Linked DNA regions of Mus musculus: all the other regions are linked to region 2. Evidence: chromatin contacts called from public Micro-C and promoter capture Hi-C data. All regions are on one chromosome and are shown on one strand. The core of a region is the stretch at or near the end of the contact, and the rest is flanking DNA. Distances in the headings are between cores, read along the strand shown.

Region 1 (3,963 bases), core at 1,050-3,549, 610 kb after region 2:
GCAATATCAAAAACCAGAATTCCCAGGGCTCCCAGGGACTAAGCTAACAACAAAGGCCCCAGCTGCATATATAACAGAGGACGGCCTTGTCAGGCATCAGTGAGAGGAGAGGTCCTTGGTCCTATGAAGGCTCGATAGATGCCCTAGTGTAGGGGAATCGAGGGTGGGGAGGTGGGAGTGGGTGGGTGGGGAGGTGGGAGTGGGTGGGTGGGGAGGTGGAGGAACACCCTCATAGAAGCAGGGGGAGGGAGAATGGGATAGGGTGTTTCCAGGAGGGAGGGAAACCGGGAAAGGGGATAATATTTGAAATGTAAATAAAGAAAATATCCAATTTTAAAAAGAAGAAAGAAACAAAGGTTGTAAGAAGCAGAAGTAGTGAACATGTACAGGGAAGTCATCAAGCGTGAAGACCTAAGCTCCTTCCCTGGAACCCACATGGTGGAAGGAGAGGATGGACTTCTGCCATTTATCCTCCGACCTCCCACACGCATGCCATGGCAGGTATGCTCGCACATACATACACACTGAATAGATGCTTGTAACAAAAACTTTAAAAATAAACACTTAAATCCTAAAGCAGTTAAACAGGGCAAGGTTCTATGTGGATGGGGAAGATCTCTAAGTCCTGCACGGTGGAAAAATCACATGGCAGTTGGGTTGGTTTGTACGTGAACACAGACATAGATGCAAAGACTGTGGTCTGGTATACACACACCATGCCAGTTGCTTTGGTGGGAGACAGGGACTAGGAGAAGCAGTTAGCTGTATTTACACTGCATTTTACTGAGCATGCAATCAGTCATGAGTCGCTTGACAGTTTAAACAGTGGCCACCTACAAAACCAGTCTAATTGGCTTTGCAGTGGTCGACTGTGTTTATTTCCCAGTCATTTAGCATCAGGCAGATTGCCTGTAGACGAGTCGGCGACATCTTCTATGTAGAACCATTTGCTTCCGCTGTTATGGGGCAAAACCAGCCTCACGACTTTGTGTTTTAGTACGACTTTATTGATTAAAAAAAAAAATAGCTGATGGGCCAGATTTGGCCCATGAGCTATAACTTGGTGATCCCAGTTTAGATTACATTTATTATATAAATAAAGCATTTTTAAGCAAGTATTTTTGTGTATTCAAAAAAGTCTATTAATGAACAGGGTAAGCCAGGCTTCAGAGGCCTTACTTGGAATACTTTAGACTCTGGCCAAGTCATTAGAGACCAAGGATTCCTCTCAGTGTAGATAATTCAGCCACTTTTCATCTGTGTGGTGGTCCTTTGCCTTCCCGGCAGCAATGAAAAACAGTCATGCACGTGCAAGGGACAATGCCACACCTGAAGCACAGAGGGAAGGTTTGGTGGCCTTGAAGGCATCTCCTAAGGTAGCTCCTGGATGTGGAGGAGCCTTAAAGCCATGTCTCTAGCCTGCGCCTCGGGCTGTTGTATGGAGCAGAGATGGGACCTAGGGTACTGAACATAACGGGAATGACTCTGACAAACAGAGTCTAAAGCCGACCACTGTACACGGATATAGTGTGTACTGAGACACCGCTAATGAGAATGTGAGGCCTCGTGACCATCCTGCCGCTGTCTATGTCCCCGGGGGCTGCCAGCACTAACCTGACAAGCTCTGGGAGCCAGTGCTAATAGTTCCTGATTCTCATGGTCTTCAGCAGCGGTGTTTCCTAGGTCAGGGACTCCAACCCTGTCACAGAAGGGGCTCGGCTGCCTATCTAATGCCCGATGTCACATACACAAGGCTTCTGTTGTGATGCTTCCTGGCAACACAAGTGTAGGCCAGGTAGCAGAGCACCTTGGCTCCACAACTGTCTTCATGCTTTGTTTGACCCAGGAAGGAGAAGAGGAGAGAAAAAGGTGTCATTGTCCTCCATACTCCTTCACATTGCTGACCTCCGACCTCATTTGTATCCCCCTCAGCCTTCTGTTCAGAGGCAGAGGGCATCTGACTCTTAGAAAGAGAAAGAAGGAAAGATCATACCTGTCTGGGGGCCACTGCTTTTGTTGGATTTCCCCCTTGGGGTCCACCTTGAAGAATCAGGAACGATGGTTCTGCCCAGAGCTCAGCACACCTGCCGTGGCTACCTGGCTGCACATGGAGATCTCAGCTTAAGTCCTCAGTGTTTCCTATGAGCCAAGGTCAGGCCCCTAGGGAGAGGCTGACCATCCAAGTAGACAAAAGAGCAGTATCTATCCCCGATTCTCACCCTCAGCTAACCTTAGGCTATGTTGTCCACAGGCATAGGAACCATACTTGTTCTTGCCCACAGTACACCCCAGGTCCAATGTAGTAAGGGGCCCCAGTTGGCACTCCCAAGTCCCAAGTCCAGCACCCGAGCTAGCAATGACCAGATTACCGTATTTACTCTTGTTATATCCCCTTCCTATTTTTTTCATAGTTGTCTTCACTGTAAAACATGTAAGGGAGGGGAAGTGTGTTTTAAGTGTTTGCTCTAAGTAATTCTGGGCCAATGTTTGCCTCTCTGAGGGTGATTTTGCCTCTAGAGGTAAAGTGCCTTTGAATCTATAGCTCCTAACACTTTTTTTCCCTAAGTTAATTTCCTGGACAGAAGCAGTTTACGTGAAAGTAAGGAAAAGGCCACACACATGACACTGGCTTGTTGATATGAGAGAGAGGGAGGAAATAGCTTCGAGACAGGTATGACCTTGCAGTTCCAACCACAGGACAGAAAGCTGGCTGGGACTACCAGGAACTGTCTGAGAGTTTTCTCTTCTCTCGGACCCTTCTAGAAGCTTCCTGTCTAGTGGGCTCTGGGGTAGCAGGACATCATCGGGGTGTCCTTGGCCCTGGGGGCTTGCATATCTGGGAAGCCTGACAAGGGACACTTATTTCCACGAGTGGAAGCAGGTCTTTTTTTTTTCTGTACTGAGATGAATGGGCAGGATTCCAGAATGGGCAGGGCACCTCACCAGAAGTCCTGGGGTCACGGGTAAATTATTACAGCTTTTATCATCTCTCGGGGCTCTTCTGGCATACAAAGGTCTCTATTCACCTCTCCTATAAAAATGGCAAGTTATTTACAGCAGAAACAGGGAATCCAGGACAAATGAGGAACTTCCCAAAGGAGAGAAATGCTCTTCGGTTCCTGAGGGATTGTCTGGTCTCTCTTCCTCTGCAGATGCTGTCCTGAGCTCTAGGTGGCATAAGAAGACTGCAGGGCTGCCAGGCATCAACATTTATCTGGGTAGGGCTTTATTTGGAAGCCAGTTTAAACACCCAGTTTGTGGTAGTTACTAAGAACCCCAGACTGGAGGCCCAGAGAGGACCTGAGTCACTCCCACGCATGGCTGGAAAGGAGGAGAAACTGGAGTCCTGACCTCTGCTCAAACTTTCTTCCCCTGCAACCAGCACTAGGAGCTCCTGAACCATCCACCAGAGGCAAGCCTAGGCAGTCAGCGTCCTTGGTCAATTTTATAAAAACATAAACAAAACCATAAATTAAAAAAAAAAAAGAAAAGAAAAAGGAAAACTCAGATAGCCAACTAAATTCATGACACACTAATGGTGCAAGTTCAGGTGAAGCCAAAGGAAGGGAGCAGGGTGGTCCAAGGACCTCCAGGGCACAGAGGTGCCATGGGGTAGACTCAGAGGGGTGATCTCCTCTTTGGTTTTTATTTTTGTTCTGTTGTGGTGGTTGTTTGGGGGGGACATATGCCCTACTTTTCTTTCTGTTCCTGTGATAAATACCATGATCAAAAGCAACTTAGGGGCCGGGTGTGGTGGCACACGCCTTTAATCCTAGCACTCGGGAGGCAGAGGCAGGCGGATTTCTGAGTTCGAGGCCAGCCTGGTCTACAAATGAGTTCCAGGACAGCCAGAGCTACACAGAGAAACCCTGTCCCGAAAAACCAAAAAAAAAAAAAAAAAAAAAAAAAAAAAGCAACTTAGGGGAGGGAAGGTTTATTTAACTTGCTCTTCCAGGACACCAT
Region 2 (3,917 bases), core at 521-3,020:
TTCAAAACGGGAGGTATAATTTGGAGGCTGTCAATTTGCCAGGAATTTTGCAAAGGTGTCTTGCAGATAGAATAAAGGGTCCCCTTGACTTCTGTGGAATATGCGCTTAGCTTAGCCAGATCCCTGCAGAGTGTCAGATGTGTTGGGATCCCACGAACACATGACAACACTTTTCTTTTTTTTCTCCTCCTACATCAACACCCTGCAAGCAGACCCAGAGCACAAAGTCAGCCCTGGAAAGAAGAGGAGCCAGTGTCAACCAGCTGGATGGTGAGAGGAAAACGTGGAGGTTGGCAGAAGGACAAAGGAAAGGCGGCTACCTCGTCCTGAGGGAACGAAAGAGCAAGTGGCCATTTCCGGAGAGCTGCACTGCTCCCTGCAAGGCTGTGAACCAATGGTGGTTTGCCTTCAGGTTAACAAAAGAAAAGGAATCCTTTGGATGTTTGCCCAGAGCCTTTGAAAATAACCTCATGCTACCACCCTGAACAATGTTTTAGGGACATTTAGGGACCCTGAAAGAGGCATAGCTCTTTTATGAAAGGAAAGTTGCTTGTTTTGTTTTGAGACTGGTTCTCACTTTGCAGACCAGGCTGGCCTCTGCCACTGTGCCTCTCCCGGTAAATTGCTAATTTGTGAAGAGGAGGTTTTGAAGAGAAGGGGAGGGGGCATAAGACGGTCCATTCGGGGGGAACAAGCATCCTAGTCACACATCTGAAAATCTGCCCCTCCTTCACGTGATGCTCATACCCTCTGCCTATTGCCCAGGGGTCTCCCTTGCTAACCCAGGACCACTCCCCACGGGTGTGGCTGCTCCAGTCAACAGCTGCTAGCTCCTATATTCTGTTCCTGTTGCTTCAACGCTGGAGGTCCTTCTTTGTCTCTCCCTCAACCGCTGCCTCTGGACTTGGCATTTCTCATACAGAAGGCTAGCCTTTGTGTCCTTTAGGAAGGACAGGGCTTCTACCTTGTTTAATATCAACCTTAAGGAGAGGAGACGAGAGAAGAGGGGGAGAGGCCGGGAAGGAGGGGGAGACAGAGACAAAGAGGGGGAGGGGAGAGAAAGGAAGAGATAATGAGGAGAGGGAAGAAGGAAGGGAGGAAAGGAGGGAGGAGAGACAGACAGACACACACACACACACACAGAGAGAGAGAGAGGGGGGAGAGGGAGAGGGAGAGAGAGAGAGAGAGAGAGAGAGAGAGAGAGAGAGAGAGAGAGAGAGATTTTTTCTTCTGTCTTTCAGAGAACATTCTGCTCTTGCTGTTCTCAGTTCTTCCTGTCTTTTGCAGAGCTTAAGACCGAGGGGAGAGGGAAGGAAAGGAGAGCCGGGTGCGTCTTCGCTGCTATGGAGTTGGATGGCTTATTTTGGATGGCTTCCTATCTAGACCCGGCAGGCCCGCCCCCTAAGCAAAGAGGCCTTGTTTAATGCCAGCGTCACATTTGAGGCAAGAAGATGAAAGTTCAGAAAAAGTCCCCCTTTTTAGGAATTTTTGCAGCACTTTTATTTGCGTGACACATATTAAAAAAAAAAAAAAAAAGTCTGTTCGGCTACCCTCCTGCATGCCCTCCCATTAGCATGGCCCCTTCATAACTGCCTCCTCTGGGCCTTGGGACCTTGGCAATCAGTCAGGGCATTTAAGCTCTGGCATTAGGCAGCAGGATTTGGAAAAGCCAAGACCTTGGGAAAGAAAATAAAAGTCTTAAGTGGTCAAAGCTGGGGTTACGTAATCCTATTTCTCTTGGGATCCAGATGGTAACGTTCTTCAGGGCAGCCAGTAGGGGGAGCTCAGGACGTTTATCAGAACTCCAGCGATCCGATGGTCAGGAGCCAAGTCAAGGCACAAATAAAACAATGAACCTTTGTGGTTTCTCTTCAGCTCTTAATCCCGAGAGGCTTCAACCCGGACAGCCTGATTCCCACCCTGAAGGACCCAGCGACCTTCTCCCAGGACGCCTTAATAGGTTTTCCGGAGTCTGTAGACTCAAATCCCCCGCCCCCTCCTCCTAAGTCTCTCATCGGTTTCCCAGGCTCTTGTGGGCTCCGTGCCTTTCTTTTGTCTTCCTGACTTTCTTGTGTCTAAGTTTCTTTCTTGTTTCTCTTCACTATCCTCGAGTCACTAGTAAAACCTACGAAAAATGCAAGGGGGTGAGCCCACCCCCAGACAAATACATCAAAGCCCCGCACTTTGAATAAAATCTAAAACACGCTGGTAAGCAAAAATGGCGAAGTCCGCCACCACGTGGCCGTGAGGTCGCATCTTTCAAGTCCTTGTCTTTGCATAAGCGGCCCTTTGCTACCCCACAGTGACTTCGGTCTGTCTCTTAACTTCCAGGACTGGGTCTCCTGGGTATTTTAGAGAAGGCACTGTCAGCTTAAAGCGGATAACTCCAGTTGTGGGGTTTCTGATTTTTGAACAACAGTCTCCTGAACAGTTCCAGAGCACAATGGAATTTTTAGAGTTAGGGACTGCTGTGATCCAGATAAGAAGTGGAAAAGCAGTTTTGCTCTCTGCCTAACTCTCCCTTGATCTGTGAGGTTCAGGTTCTCTGGGTGTGGGGGGGCCAGAACTTTTTCCTTTTCATTTGTTTTGAGATAAGGCCTCATATAGCCCAGGTTGGCTTGAACTCACTGTGTATCCAAGGCTATCCTTGCATTTCTGATTTTTCTGCCTTCTCCTAAGTGCTAGGATTAAAGGCATGTACCACACCCCAGGCCAAGTACCTACCTTTATTTACAGAACATTTCTCTTGGGGAACCTTGTATTTCTCTTCAAACTTGCAATTACTTGTGTGTGTGTGTGTGTGTGTGTGTGTGTGTGTGTGTGTGTATCTTTGAAGAAAATAGAGATTACATTCTCTTCCTGGGCTTTTAGACCCTAGGGAATCTAGAAAACATGGCTAAGCATGTTTGTAAAATGCCGGAAGATTGTATGCCAGTCAACTAGCAGAAGCTGCTTGGCCTGAAGCTCAAAGAGGCACTGAGGAGGCATGCTCTCTCTCAAATCTGATGCTGTGGTGGTGTGACTATTGTAGCCTCCTAATTGATGGCTCTCCTAATTGATGGCCCTCCTAATCCCATGGCCCCACCTCCCATTCCACTAATAGTCACATGAGTCCCTGAGAGGAAGAAACTAATTAGATTGGATAGGGCATGATACCCTTCGAGTTAGCCATGCTAGCTTTCTCCAGGAGCCAAGAACGGAAGGAAGCTGAGGTCTTGTCTAAGTCCTTGCCTTGCTAGTACTAGGCGGCTGCTCTCTCTCATTTCCTAGTTCCAGATGCTAATAGGGCTACGTGTAAGATCCAGGTAGGAGGTAGAGGGCAAACAGTCAATGTGACTCAATCCAGCATTAACAGCACCCTTTGCAGGGCCTTGGCCGGCTACAAAGACTGAATGAGACAGGTCTGCCCTGAATATAAATGCTCCCATTGCACACCTCTCCAGTATCTCTGAAGGAGAATAAAAGATGAAACTGCCACAACTCCTCCCTCCCCCCAGTACTGCCAAATAGGAGCATCATCAGGCAGGCTGCCTCTGCAGCACAATCCATAATCGCTCTGACTTCCAGAAGAACAACAATGAAAGTTACATTGCATTCTAAATTAAGCTTTGCATCACTCTGGAAACTAACAAAGAACCCCTTCCTACAGACTCAGCTCCTAAATTAAACATTGTGTCCTTGTACAGCTGTTTCAAATGCTGTTTCAAATTCAAAGACGGAAATGCTCCTTAGGTAGGGAAGAGAGGCGGGTCTCTAAGAAAAGAGATGGGGAAGGGGCTCCGTGGAGACAGGAGCACTGTGGTCAAGTAGTGGAGCAGCTGGGGAAAGATGTAATCAAGCAGGCGAGTGGATAAGATATGTTTCTAAAATTATGGGGTCTGGGCAAGTATAGGTCGGGCAAGGGGGCTCATTATGGC
Region 3 (3,862 bases), core at 1,053-3,552, 880 kb after region 2:
AGAGAAACCCTGTCTCGGAAAAAAAAAAACAAAAAAAACCAAAAAAACAAAAATTTACTTCTTAATTACCATAAAGGGTGTCCTTGTCACATTTTCACACCTACTTAGTTTTGGTTGTCCCCTTGTCCTGCTAACATCCAGCTAGTACAGTACCTTTCCTCCTTCACTTTCCTCCTTTTTAAAAAAACTGTAGCTGTCTTCAGATCCCATTACAAATGGTTGTGAGCCACCATGTGGTTGCTGGAATTTGAACTCAGGAACTCTGGAAGAGCAGTCAGTGCTTTTGACCACTGAGCCATCTCACCCGCCCTCACCTGCTGCTTCCTTAAAGCCTCATTTCTCATTCTCTGGGTCGAGTTCTAGTTCCCTGATTGGTATCCATACTCTTTTCTACACAAACACACAGGTATACAATTCAAGATGCACAATTGGGGAGAGGCTGTGTGTAAAGTGCTTGTGATGCAAACGTGAGGCCAGGAGTCCTCCAGGAGCTATGCCAAGTTGGATGTGGTAGTAGACATCTGATTCTAGCAGGCCTGTGGGAGGATGGGAGGCAGAGGCAGGAGACTCCCCAGAAGCTCAAAGGCCACATAGCCTGTCATACGAAACAACCAATAACAAGGAGAACTGTCTCAGACTAGGTGGAAAGTACCCAAGGTTGTCCTATGACCTCCACACTCTTGGCCTGGCATTCACATGCCCCCCCACCCCACCCCCCACACATAAACAATATGCATATGTGAGGGAACACGTGGCATTTCTCTTTTCAAACTTGTTGCCTTACTTGATATAATATTTTCCAGTTCTATCATCATTTTTCTTTAAAGCTTAGTAAAAACCATCGTGGGTTTTTTAATGATCCACCCATCTGAAGATGCACATGTAGACTGACTCAATTTCCTTGCTGTTGTGAATGAAACGGTAGTAAACATGGATGTGCAACTATCTTTGGGTGCATATGGTCAGGACTGGTACAGCCAGGTCCTGTCATTGTGATTTTTGTTTGTTTTCATTTTCAAACACCTCCATCATGAAGGCCACAGTGGTTACACCTTTCTATACTGACACCAACTGTGAGTAAGGATCCTTCTCCTCTCCATCCTAGCCAACATTTTGATTTATTTATATCTATTTATCTTTTTTCTTGATGATAGCAAATCTGACTGAGGTGAGATGGCATCTCAATGTAGTTATAATTTGCATCCCCCTGGCCTCCACCGGCACACCAGGCTTATTCTTCTTTATTTTACCTTTTTCTACTTTAAAGATTTATTTATTTTATATATGTGAGTGCACTGTAGCTGTCTTCAGACACACCAGATGAGGGCATCAAGTCCCATTACAGATGGTTGTGAGCCACCATGTGATTTCTGGGAATTGAACTCAGGACCATTCAGTGCTCTTTAACTGCTGAGCCAACTCTCCAGCCCTATCAGGCTTGCTTCATTTTGATATCAAACTACTGACAGTTCTGGGCAACATTGGGCTGCCTATCTTTTTTTTGGGGGGGGGGGTAGGGTGAAGGCTAGGGATTGAACTCAGCATGGTAAAGTAAGCTGTACAATTGAGACTCCATATCTTTTTATTTACCACGTACTGTCCTCGGAAAACAGCTTACTCATCTTTGGAGCTTCAGACCCTTTACAGTATTGGCACTAGTGCCATCCCTGGACCTCAGATGTAGTTTTGTTTCGTTTTTTTTTTTTTTTTTGACACAAGGTTTCTCTGTGTAGCCCTGGCTGTCCTGGAACTCACTCTGTAGACCATGCTGGCCTCGAACTCAGAAATCCACCTGCCTCTGCCTCCCAAGTGCTGGGATTAAAGGCGTGCGCCACCACTGCTCTGCTCAGATATACTTCTAACTGTGAATTTATTGTTCTTAACAGCATTACTGAAGCTTGTTGCTGCGTTCTCTTATTTATTAGACTTAACTTTTCTAGAACTCATTCTTTATTTCTATTATCTACCTAGTTCATTATTTAATATTCAGTCCCTGCAAGGGGCAGGCGTCCGACGTGCTTGTCACAGTCGTTTGCATATGAAAGACGTGATCTTAGGTGGCATCTCCGAATTTCCCTTCTCTTCTCCAAGCATTTCTCTAGACACTAGCTGACTGGAGCCAGGGAAAATTTGGGGAAAAAAACAACCAAAAACCAAACTAACCAACAAACAGAAAAACTCCGCCGGGCACGTATGGGCCGGAAAGCCCGGGCGCCGGAGAGTCCCACTGCGCAGGTGCGCCGGGAGGAGGGCGAGCCAGCTCTGCTGGCCGCAAGCCTGTTTCCGGGGGCCAGCGCGACGCAGAGCTGACGTCATCGCTGTGCGCTGCCACGTCTCCTCAGCTCCCGGGCGATGGAGGCTGAGGATGATGAGTCTTGGTGATGGGGTCGGACTGTGCTTCTGACTTTAGCTCTGGCTCTGGCACGGACTCCCGGTCTGGGTCTGGTAACCTAGCGACCCGAGAGCTTTCTTCGACTGTCCAGTGGGATCCTGCCTGCGTCCCGGCAGCTGTTTTTGGAGCGCTTTAGAGGAGGGAGTGAGTTTGGGTGCCCGGGGTCGCGGCTGTGAAGCCGCCGCCTCCTCCCAGGGATCCCTCTCCGTGGCCAGCCTGTCCCATGCGTGAGTTTTACTTAACCTGCTTTGTCATCTCGCCGGCCCTGGCGTGCTTCGGCTCTTTCGGCCGCCGGCCTGAGACCACTAGGTGATTCCGTCTTGGAGGTTTAGTCCAGTCAAGTTTGTGGTTTCTCGCCTTCCACCTCGAACAATCTTACGCTGATGCGCCCCAGCCTTTTGCCCTCACCGTACTTTCTCTTTAATTGAGCAGGGATCAGCTTTCTTTGCCTTTAACAGTTTGGAGTCTTTGTCCCACCTGGCGTTTGTTAGCCTACAGTGGACTAGGGAACCTCGGATCCCTCTACAGTAGTAATGTTAAGCAAAAAAAAAAATTTTTTTTTTCAGAGTATTTTTAGTCGTATTTAGGAAATACGTGGTATATGTTGGCAGAACCATGTTTGCCGAAATTGAGGAAAACATAATGTCGTCGTCCGCCCACCTCCCCCCTGAAGATCTCTTTAGCCCTTTAATTTTGCACGTTCATTTAATTTCTTAGCGGTTTTACAGAAGCTTTTCTGAAACGGGCAACCATTTGAGTGAAATGAAGAAACAAACTCTGGTTAAATGACTTGGTCAAGGTCAGAAACCTGCGGCAAATCTTAGTCAGATTCCTTGATAACAACCTCATATTTTGGACAGAGATATTTCCTGTATTTCAAGTGATTTTAATGTGAAATTGCAAATTAGAATCGAGTAAGTTGTGGTGTTTCTTGTAGAATGCCACCTTGTAGATTGTAGTCTTGTTTTATTTAAGAAAAAGTCAGCAAGACAAGACACCAGCCGGGAGTTGCCTTAATGCTGAATACAGCTGAGCTCAGAATTTAAACCTCTGACCTTACCCCAGATCCAAGCAGTATATAGGGACAGGAACATTTATTTGAAAATTCAATCTGGATTTTATAAGATCTGCTCACTGAGTTTTAACATTTGCTTGTTATACTGACTTCTAGAAAAAGTTACAATCTTTCTTTCTTTTTTAATATTATTCAGATTTGAAATAAGTTGACAGTCATCAGCCTGGGTGGCAACTTCAGGTGGCACTGGAAATTACCTGGTTCCTGGACATGCCCAGTAGAAGGCGGGGTCCCAGTCGGCAGCAGCTAAGCCGGTCAGCTTTACCTTCCATACAGACGTTGGTCGGCGGCGGCTGTGGCAATGGGACGGGCTTGAGGAACAGGTAAAGAACATATAATTCTATGCTTAACACTTGGCATGATTTGTAATAGCCTGTTATCAGTGAGACTAATAC

The links. Promoter capture Hi-C pulls out the DNA fragments that hold promoters and counts their contacts. Hi-C and Micro-C count contacts between places; a contact is called where the count stands out from the background.
Region 1: a contact with region 2 is called in a promoter capture Hi-C map of embryonic stem cells, with 4 times the contacts expected there. The contact joins the promoter of Nr1i2 here to the enhancer-like site in region 2. A contact is called at or near these places in 7 of 39 promoter capture datasets (3T3-L1-derived adipocytes, the C10 cell line, the HPC-7 cell line and 3 more), 1 of 15 datasets of contacts at CTCF or cohesin (pro-B cells), 1 of 484 Hi-C or Micro-C datasets (the N1E-115 cell line), 1 of 115 datasets of contacts at active chromatin or transcription factors (stem cell-derived neural progenitor cells) and 1 of 9 other capture datasets (embryonic stem cells).
Region 3: a contact with region 2 is called in a Micro-C map of embryonic stem cells, with 6 times the contacts expected there. The contact joins the promoter of Tmem39a here to the enhancer-like site in region 2. A contact is called at or near these places in 2 of 39 promoter capture datasets (the HPC-7 cell line and cranial neural crest), 1 of 484 Hi-C or Micro-C datasets (embryonic stem cells) and 1 of 9 other capture datasets (adipose tissue).

The regions. Positions count from the first base shown.
Region 1 is chr16:38,292,525-38,296,487 of GRCm38.p6, forward strand. It overlaps Nr1i2 (nuclear receptor subfamily 1, group I, member 2), which reads right to left and starts at 2,300. Exons shown (of 9, transcript NM_010936.3): 1 at 1,994-2,300.
Region 2 is chr16:37,683,096-37,687,012 of GRCm38.p6, forward strand. Gm35833 (a long non-coding RNA gene) reads left to right here. Exons shown (of 3, transcript XR_876061.1): 2 at 213-412; 3 at 1,288-2,203. Among named protein-coding and RNA genes, the nearest start is that of Gm35833, 4.3 kb to the left of the region's middle. Within about 2 kb of position 1,771, at least 216 of the 459 cell types and tissues checked have an H3K27ac peak or open chromatin away from gene starts, as enhancers often do. A contact at or near this core is called in 3T3-L1-derived adipocytes, the HPC-7 cell line, the N1E-115 cell line and 4 more, where this site is marked.
Region 3 is chr16:38,560,512-38,564,373 of GRCm38.p6, forward strand. Tmem39a (transmembrane protein 39a) reads left to right here and starts at 2,303. Exons shown (of 9, transcript NM_026407.3): 1 at 2,303-2,619; 2 at 3,604-3,790. The coding sequence starts at 3,678.